Linked DNA regions of Mus musculus: region 1 is linked to region 2. Evidence: chromatin contacts called from public Micro-C data. All regions are on one chromosome and are shown on one strand. The core of a region is the stretch at or near the end of the contact, and the rest is flanking DNA. Distances in the headings are between cores, read along the strand shown. Region 1 has its middle 23 kb from the start of Cd38. Region 2 holds the start of Prom1 (prominin 1).

Region 1 (3,974 bases), core at 399-2,898, 260 kb before region 2:
TGAGTCACAGCCAAGACAGGGGTGGGGAACACAGTCAGATTCAGGAGGATGAAGAACAGATGTGAGATGTGAGGCACTATAGAGTAACAAAGACTTGACATATGGTAGAGGTCCATTTGATAGTTACCATAGCTTACTGTAAAAATGCTGTCACTTCTTAGAGGCGCCATGCCCAGCTCCCTGTCACCCAGATCACTTCATTGCTAGAGCCCACTTGTGCCCTATTTTCTCTTCGTTGGGTATTTGAACTTGCTGTTCTCTCTTCATTGACCTTTCTTCCTACTCTGTCATTTATCTGGCAGATTCAAAGCCCTGCTTAGACATTGGACGTCACCTCCTCTCCTAGAACCTTTTTTAGTTTAGAAAAACAATAACACTATTCTGACCCACCCCCTACAGCCTTCCTAGTCTTCTTCCTTTGTTTGTTTGTTTGCTTTCTGCTTTGTTTTGTTTTTTCCTGAGACAGGATTACTCTGGGTAGCCCTGGCTGTCCTGGAACTCATGATGCAGACCAAGCTGTCCTCAAACTCACAGAGATCCACAGGTCACCTGCCCCTGACTCCCAAGCACTGGGATTAAAGGCATACACCAACACTGCCTGGCCCTATTCCTCACTTTTTTTCTCTTACCTCCTTGGCCTCCATGAAATCCACTATAGGTCCCTTGCCATTGTCTTGCTATTTTTGTGTGGGTGGTCTTTGCCAAACCTGGATTTAATCTGGACGGTGGCTTCCTGGCTTCCTTGAAGACTTAACCATCTTTGCAGGCCTGGCTTAGCTGAGTTTGAGACATTTGGACATAAGTGATTCAATGTGAACTAAGCTTTGAAAAAAAATGCACTTTTTGCAAGTCTTTCGTGGAGGAGACCAGGAATGGGCAGAGACAGTATTAAAAGTATGGTGAGCCACACTTTTCTGTATTTATTCTACATTTCAGTAAAATCTTTGAAGTGTCTGGTATTTCTTGTGTGTGTGCGCGAGAAGGAAGCAGAGAGAGAAAATGCTGCCGAGGACTATTTGGCTCAGAGAAAACAGAAGCAAAGGGCCAAATTTACTTTGGAGCCAACCAGCTCCTCAGGCTGATCTCACGGAAGTAGGAGCCAAGGGGTGTCTCTCAGACTGTCTTGGAGAACACAGTGTCCGCTCCTTCAGGTTGCCTGGGTTACAGGGGTCTTCCACAGTCACCCACAGCACACTAACCTGTGACTTAATTAGATGCTGGCTGCACTTTGGAATTCTGTGAAGAAAAAAAATGAAAGCTTTTTTTTTCTAAAGATAATAGTAGTGTTTCTCTTTTTCTGAACGTAAAATGAATGATACCTTCTCACTTGAGAAAAAATTCCAATATAGAAAAATGGGGGAAAAGATAATAGATATCATTCTGATAGCCGAGGCTATGTATGTATCAAAGCTTTCCCTGTGTGTGTGTTCATACATGTTTATATTTTTTCTGTAACACTGGCTATGTGAAGACTTCACACAGACTCAGGCTCTGGCCCTTGTATAACTTAAAACTCTACCACTGAGGTACATGCCAGCCAAAATTCCATACTTTTAAGCCTAGTGTTCAGGGTTATCTTCCTGTGATCTAAAGCACTGTTCTAGCCCTGTGCCTGGAAGGGGCTCCACCCCACGTCTTCTCTCAGTTCCCCATTCTCAGTACCAACCTGCTGTCCATCTGTCAGCAGGTGAAGGCTTCACCCCAGCTCTTCTCACAGCAAGGGAGTCAGGCCAGAGCTCCAGTTAAAACACCCCAAAGCTTACACTCCAGAGAGAGACTAGAAAGCAGGGTCTAGGGGTTCAGTAGCACACTGGGCTGGGCATTGTGGATTTTTAGGAAATCTTAGGATTCTTTATGGGTTGAGTGGTTCATTTCCAGGGTCAGGTGGCTTTCCCCCGTTACCTCTCAAACAATGATATACTGGATATGGCTATTAGGAAAATTCTTCCCATGATGCTTTGGAAAATCCCAAGGGAAGGGCTCAAAACCACAATGTAAATGTTTTTATAAGGGAGTCGCAGATGTTCTGTTCAGGATGTGTGTGTGTGTGTGTGTGTGTGTGACAATTGGGATGTGATCAGGCACCAGCCTCTGAAACAGAACCTGGTTCAGCTTCAAAGCTGCTTCAGCACAATAAGGGAATTCTGAGTGTCAGGAGACACAGAGCTGCAGTCCCCTTGGTTACCTCCTGTTTAACCCCTTCCTCTCCCTCTTACAACCGTCAGGTTTGCTCTCTCTGCAGGACCCACTGTTCATTCCAGACCTAGTGACTTTTATTGTGAAGTCTCTCTTGAGGATGCTGACCGCATCTGTTTGTCCCTGCTTCTGTGGACAGTGGCTGAAGGAAGGAACCACTCTTGGATGTGCATGCATCTCTTAACTCTCATCAAAGGAGCTTCTTTCTTCAGTGGTTGGCAGTTAATACAGAGACTCACAGTCTGTCACAGTGTAGGGAAGAAACTTTGGCATGTTCCGCCCTAAGTAGAACATCTCCATCACACTTCTTCTCCCAAGGCTCAGGAATCTTTGTAGAAGAGGTAGACAGCTACAAGGAAATAGTATTCATCCCTTCACCAAAGGGTAGCTACACATAAGAACTCACAGTGGATTGTGAGAGTGTGCACAGGACCTTTGCAAAAGCTCAAGCCAGACAAAATCCCAGCCTGGAAAAGGGAGGTTATTCAACGACCCCCCCCACACACACACACACACTTAACTGTGTAGCTATTGTCATCTAATAGCTGCAGCCGGGGGAGGGGGGTCAGTTTTCTTAAAGGATGTAGCTCCTGGTAGGTCAACTAAGGTCCAGTGGAAGGCCAGATAGCTAGAAGTACATGAGTAGAACAAACTAGATTTGATTGGTGAAGAAGAAGAAGAAGAAGAAGAAGAAGAAGAAGAAGAAGAAGAAGAAGAAGAAGAAGAAGAAGAAGAAGAAAGAAGAAGAGGAGGAGGAGGAGGAGGAGGAGGAGGAGGAGGGGAGGGGGGAGGGAAAGGGGGATGACAACAAGAGAAGGAAGAGGAGGAGGGGGAGGAGGAACAAGGCAAAATCAACACTAAGTTGGGCAGCTAAGCAAAGGAAGGTAGATCTGGGAAGACTTGGGGTAGTAAATATGACCAAAACATATTGTATGAAATTCTCAAAGAGCTAATAAAAATTGAAAAGAAAAGTGTCATAGGGTTCCATTGCTGTGAAGAGACGCCATAACCAAGGCAACTTCTATAAAAGACAGAATTTAATTAAAGCTGATGGTTTCAGAGGTTTAGTCCATTATCATCATGCAGGAAGCATAGCAGCATTCAGGCAGACATGGTGCTGGAGGAGACAAGAGTTCTACATCTTGACTGGAAAGCAGCAGAAGGAGGAGACAACTGTTTTCCACAGGCAGCCAGGAGGAGCCTCTGAAATTCCACACTGGGTAAAGCTTAAGCATGAGCCCTTAAAGCCTTCCCCCACAGTAATGCACTTCCTCCAAGGCCACACCTCCTAATAGTGCCACTTCCCTTGAGCCAAGCTTGTTCAAACCACCACAAACAGTATAAATAAAATGGAATGATTCACCAGGTTTGGGGAACAACAAGAACAGAAACCATCACAGGGAAGCAGCCCAATAGTATGGCAAAGAGCATGGATTCTGGGGCCAAACACTCTAGACCAAATGCCACTTTATCACCTGCTAACTGTGTAGCCCTGGACAAATTGCTTACAGTAAGATGCTTGATATTGTTTTAAGTAAGGATTGTAAGAACTCATGATCAGACAACATGCGTAGTAGACCCAGATATGAGGCATGTTTTTAGTACTGTGAAAGTGTTGGGGCTTATTATTGTTGGTGTTATTGTTACAGATATAATTACTTTATAGTTGTCTAGTCAACACCTGCCAAAATAGTGCACAAGTGAGCTGCTACTTGCAGCATGTGTGGGTGAAATATCTTCATACATCGTTCATTTTACTTCTTTCTTAACCCTGTGAA
Region 2 (3,969 bases), core at 236-2,735:
CACAAATGAATAAGAAAAATAAGTAGTCCGCCAAGCCGGACTGTATGAATTTGCCAATATTCAATTGGTCAATCAAAAAAGTTCTCACATGGCTCAAAGCAAATTCATTGTTCAAGTTGTTTGGGTCTCTAGTGAGTTAGGGTGGAGGGGTCCACAAAGGACTTTAACCGTTCGCTTGCTTAACAAAGGCCAGCAACCGCCCACAAGAAGCCGAGCAAACCATTCTCCGCCTGGGCATGAGAAAAGTCCACAACTGAACAAGAGAGCAACAGAGCGAGCTCCCGGAGGAAGCAGTAGCTGCAGGAAGCGCCGGTACCTTTGCTCCGCTGCCTTTCCCTACAAGCTGCCGCCAGACCCGGCGCCCTCCTGCCCACCTTCCCCCCTTCTCAGGGGCCTTTCCCGGGCTGCGGAACACAAAAGAACCGACTGCGAGGCGGCGCGCGAAGCTGGGAGCCTCCAGGAATCCGCCGTCGCCTGGGGGAGGGGATCGCCCCTGAGTCCTGTAGTCCGGAGCGCCACCAAGGCATTTCCCCACCCAGTCCTGTTTGAACGCCGGGTTGAGGATTGGAACCTCTCCGACCCATTCTCGGGAACTTAGCTCGAGCCCCGATCCTCCAGCAGCCACGAAGCTCTGCTCAGTCCACATTCCTCTTTGTTGTCCCTGGTCCCCGCATTCTGTCAAGGTATGCCCTGAGCGCTCCTGCTCTCCATCTCTAGGAAAGCTGAAATTCTCGGTGCTGTGTGACCCTAAGGGCTGACTGGAGCCAGGACTTCCAGCCCGGGTGCGTGCGCTTGGCAACGGCCGCAGGGAGGCGGTTTGCCCTTGCACCGGCATCGCCCTCCCGCTGCGGCCAGTAGCACTGTGAGCTGCACATAGGTAGCAGATGGTGGCTGGTGGCCGGGAGTCCCACGTCCTGTCCCCCTCCCCCAGCCTACCCCCCACCTTGGCCTTTCCTGGAGTTTTCCTTACCGCAAAAGAGTTCTCAAGACCCAGACCGAACCTCCTCTCGCCGCCCTTCCCGAAAGCGGGCCGGTGGCCTGAAAGTCTCACCGCCTCCTGCTCTTGTCTCCGGAACCCAGCGACCTCCACCCCTCCACAGGATGGAAGGAGTACCGGAGCGGAGCAATGTGCCGCGGAGAGGAGCCGGCCACCGCCGCGGGAAAAAGTTTGCACGCTCTATAACCAGTCCTCCAGACCCTGGGCTCGCCCACTGGCCGAGACCCACACCACCCTGCAGCCCCTCCAGCTTCGGGAAGACAAACTAGGTTCCCGCCACCTGCTGTGGAGGCAGAGGAAGACGTTGCTCGAGCTTCTCCACTCCTCATCCCTGCCCTGGGTGTTCTAGAAGAGGGGGAGCTCAGCGCCCCGCGCTGGGTCGGCACTCGGAGCAACTCACCTCTCCGGTCCAGCTCTCCTCCGGGTCTCGGAACCCTCCAGCCCCTCGCCTCTAAGCTGGGCTCCTTCCACTTAATTCATGAATTATTTAAGGTCCAGCCCCAGGGCACCACAAGAGTGATTGGGTGAGAGCCCGTCCCACTGCTCCGCCCCGGGTTGGCTAAGGGTGCCTGAGTCAGGACCACGGGACTCCAGGACTCTGGGAACCTGTTGCGTCCTCTAGGGTCTCTGGCAGAGGTTTGGGGATGGAACTAAAGGAACACCGACTCCTTCAGAAACGTACTTACTCAGGGCTGAGCTTAAGGCCAGGTGCCGGGGTCTCCACAAGGCTCGGTAATTTAAAGAGCAGGAGCCTAGGGCTCTGAGTCTGAGCGCACTGATTGGACCTTCTGAGAGGCTACAATGCCCTGGGGACACCCACGGGACAGAGCATTTATTTCCTGCTGAAATCCCTGCTCAGTCCCAGAACACCCTTCTCTATCACCTAATCCTAAATCGCTGCTTGGAAGGCCGCTAGCTCCTAAAATCTCTAACCTCCACACTTTCCTGGCTCTTTAGACACGATACCGGTACTCAGTGCATTTTATTTAAAACAACTAAAAAACAAACAAACAAACAAAAATCATCTAAGGGGGAGAAAAATTGGCTGTAGTGTATCCCTGTGCTATCAGGGACAAACACAACGCTGGTCCTTTTGATCAATTACATTCCTGGATTCAACCAAAAGTGGGTAGAGAATAGACCAAGGAAGAATAGCGCCTCTGGGACATTTTTACCATCAAAGGATGCGTATTAATTGTGTGCGGGTTGTTAGGTAGATGGACGGAGAGATGAAAGAATGGCTGCACAGATGTTGGAAGAATAGGTATGTGGACACATGGCCTTTTAAAAATAGTTTACGTGTATGAATGTTTTGCCTGCATGAATGTATGTGTAGCACTTTACCGTGGAGTTGGTCAAAAGAAGGTGTTGGCTTCCCTGTCACTGGAGTTACAAAGGGTTGTGAGCTGCCATACGGGCTGGGTGCAGGGAATTAAACTCTGCAAAGAGGGAGTGCCTCTGCCAAAACAACCGATGCTTTATACCACTCACCAATCTCCCCAGCCCTGACAAATGAACTTTAATTTAGTAATTTTCTCACCACAAAATATAGCATACACTGAGGATGGGCAGGGGAAGGTGAAATTGAAATTGACCTCTACACGGCGAAGGTGTAGAAAGAGTTCATTCAGAAAGACCACTGAGAAACCACGGAAAACTGAAGCAAGCAGTGTTGGAGTACTAGAGAAGTCTAAGATGGCCAGTTCTCCCCTTTACAGTCTCCTGGGCTCCACAGCTTTCCTGCTCAGAGGCAGACAGGCTACTGAGGATGGTGTTAGCTTGAGACTTGAGTTCTCTCTCCTGGGAGCTCCTAGCTGTCCCCGAGCTGCCTATTTTACCAGCATGGGCACTCATGGCCTTATCACTCTGAATCCAGCTTCTGTGTCTGCAAACCAGCACAGGGCTGGCTACCCGTACTCCTTCTCGTTCCTTGTACATCCACAAAGTTCGGGCAGCGGTGTGATAAGGCTCTACGCCATGTGTTCTAAGCGGATTTTTTATATGAACTTACCAACAAGAGCTTTCTAATATCTTATCAATGATTAACTGTGTGGTGCAGGCTTGCCAGAGGTCACATAGTTACTGAAGCCCCAAAGTTGAACCCAGCTCTGGCCTCCAGAACCCAGAGAATAGGTGAAATAGGTCTCTGACCAGTGCCACATTGAATTGAAATGGATGTCCATTGCTGTGTGATTTTTCCCCCCTGTGGAGATGTGAGCAAATGTCTAATGTTCGCTGACATTAAACTAAATATGCAGCTTTCTAAATCTAGCTTGATGAACAAAATAGTTTCAGGGGATTACTTATAGGAATGTGAGTAGGAGGCTGATTCCATGAGCTCGGGTGACACAAAGGTGACTACATCAATGGAAAAGCCCATCCCTGTAAGGATAACAGTCCATGAAAGAGCTACATTGTACCTGGGTGGTGGTCCCAGCACATGGGAAGCAGAGGCAGGCAGATCTCTTGAGTTTGAGGGCAGCCTGGTCTATTGAGTGCGTTTCAGGACAGCCGGGACTACACAGAGAAACCCTGTTGTCTGGAAAAGACAAAAAATAACAACAACAAATAATAACAACTACTGGAGCCCGATGAACAGCTTGCAAGCAGCTCCACAGAATTCCGGAGCAATTGTGTAATGCTACCCTGAGGCCTTGTGAGTCTTGCAAGTTTCGGAGCTTTGCTGAGCCTCCTGATCCTTGGTTTTTCTGAATCTTACCAAGCTCCCTCCTCCCTGCAGGAAGGGCTGGTTCAAGCCAGAGGAAGTGGCTACACAACCATCTGCCTTCCCATCGCTTAGGACACAGTGCTTCAACAGTTCCTTACATTTCCACATTCTAGCCTAACCCCTATTCTGCCTGAACGATTTTCTATGTTTAACATGAACAAATGAATAAGAACAAAACCCAATGGTAAGATATATCCTGGGTAGCCTTAAGTCAAAGAGAGAGCTAGCTCAGCAGTTACAATCT

Evidence for each region. Hi-C and Micro-C count contacts between places; a contact is called where the count stands out from the background.
Region 1: a contact with region 2 is called in a Micro-C map of B cells, with 8 times the contacts expected there. The contact joins the enhancer-like site here to the promoter of Prom1 in region 2. A contact is called at or near these places in 6 of 39 promoter capture datasets (cranial neural crest, embryonic stem cells, pre-B cells and 1 more), 3 of 15 datasets of contacts at CTCF or cohesin (embryonic stem cells, large pre-B cells and pro-B cells), 27 of 484 Hi-C or Micro-C datasets (B cells, the C10 cell line, CD8 T cells and 11 more), 10 of 115 datasets of contacts at active chromatin or transcription factors (bone marrow-derived macrophages, embryonic stem cells, large pre-B cells and 2 more) and 3 of 9 other capture datasets (adipose tissue, liver and macrophages).

What each region holds. Positions count from the first base shown.
Region 1 is chr5:43,844,198-43,848,171 of GRCm38.p6, forward strand. No RefSeq gene overlaps it. Among named protein-coding and RNA genes, the nearest start is that of Cd38, 23 kb to the right of the region's middle. Within about 2 kb of position 1,649, at least 22 of the 459 cell types and tissues checked have an H3K27ac peak or open chromatin away from gene starts, as enhancers often do. A contact at or near this core is called in B cells, adipose tissue and pro-B cells, where this site is marked.
Region 2 is chr5:44,100,251-44,104,219 of GRCm38.p6, forward strand. Prom1 (prominin 1) reads right to left here and starts at 1,486. Exons shown (of 28, transcript NM_001163577.1): 1 at 1,398-1,486.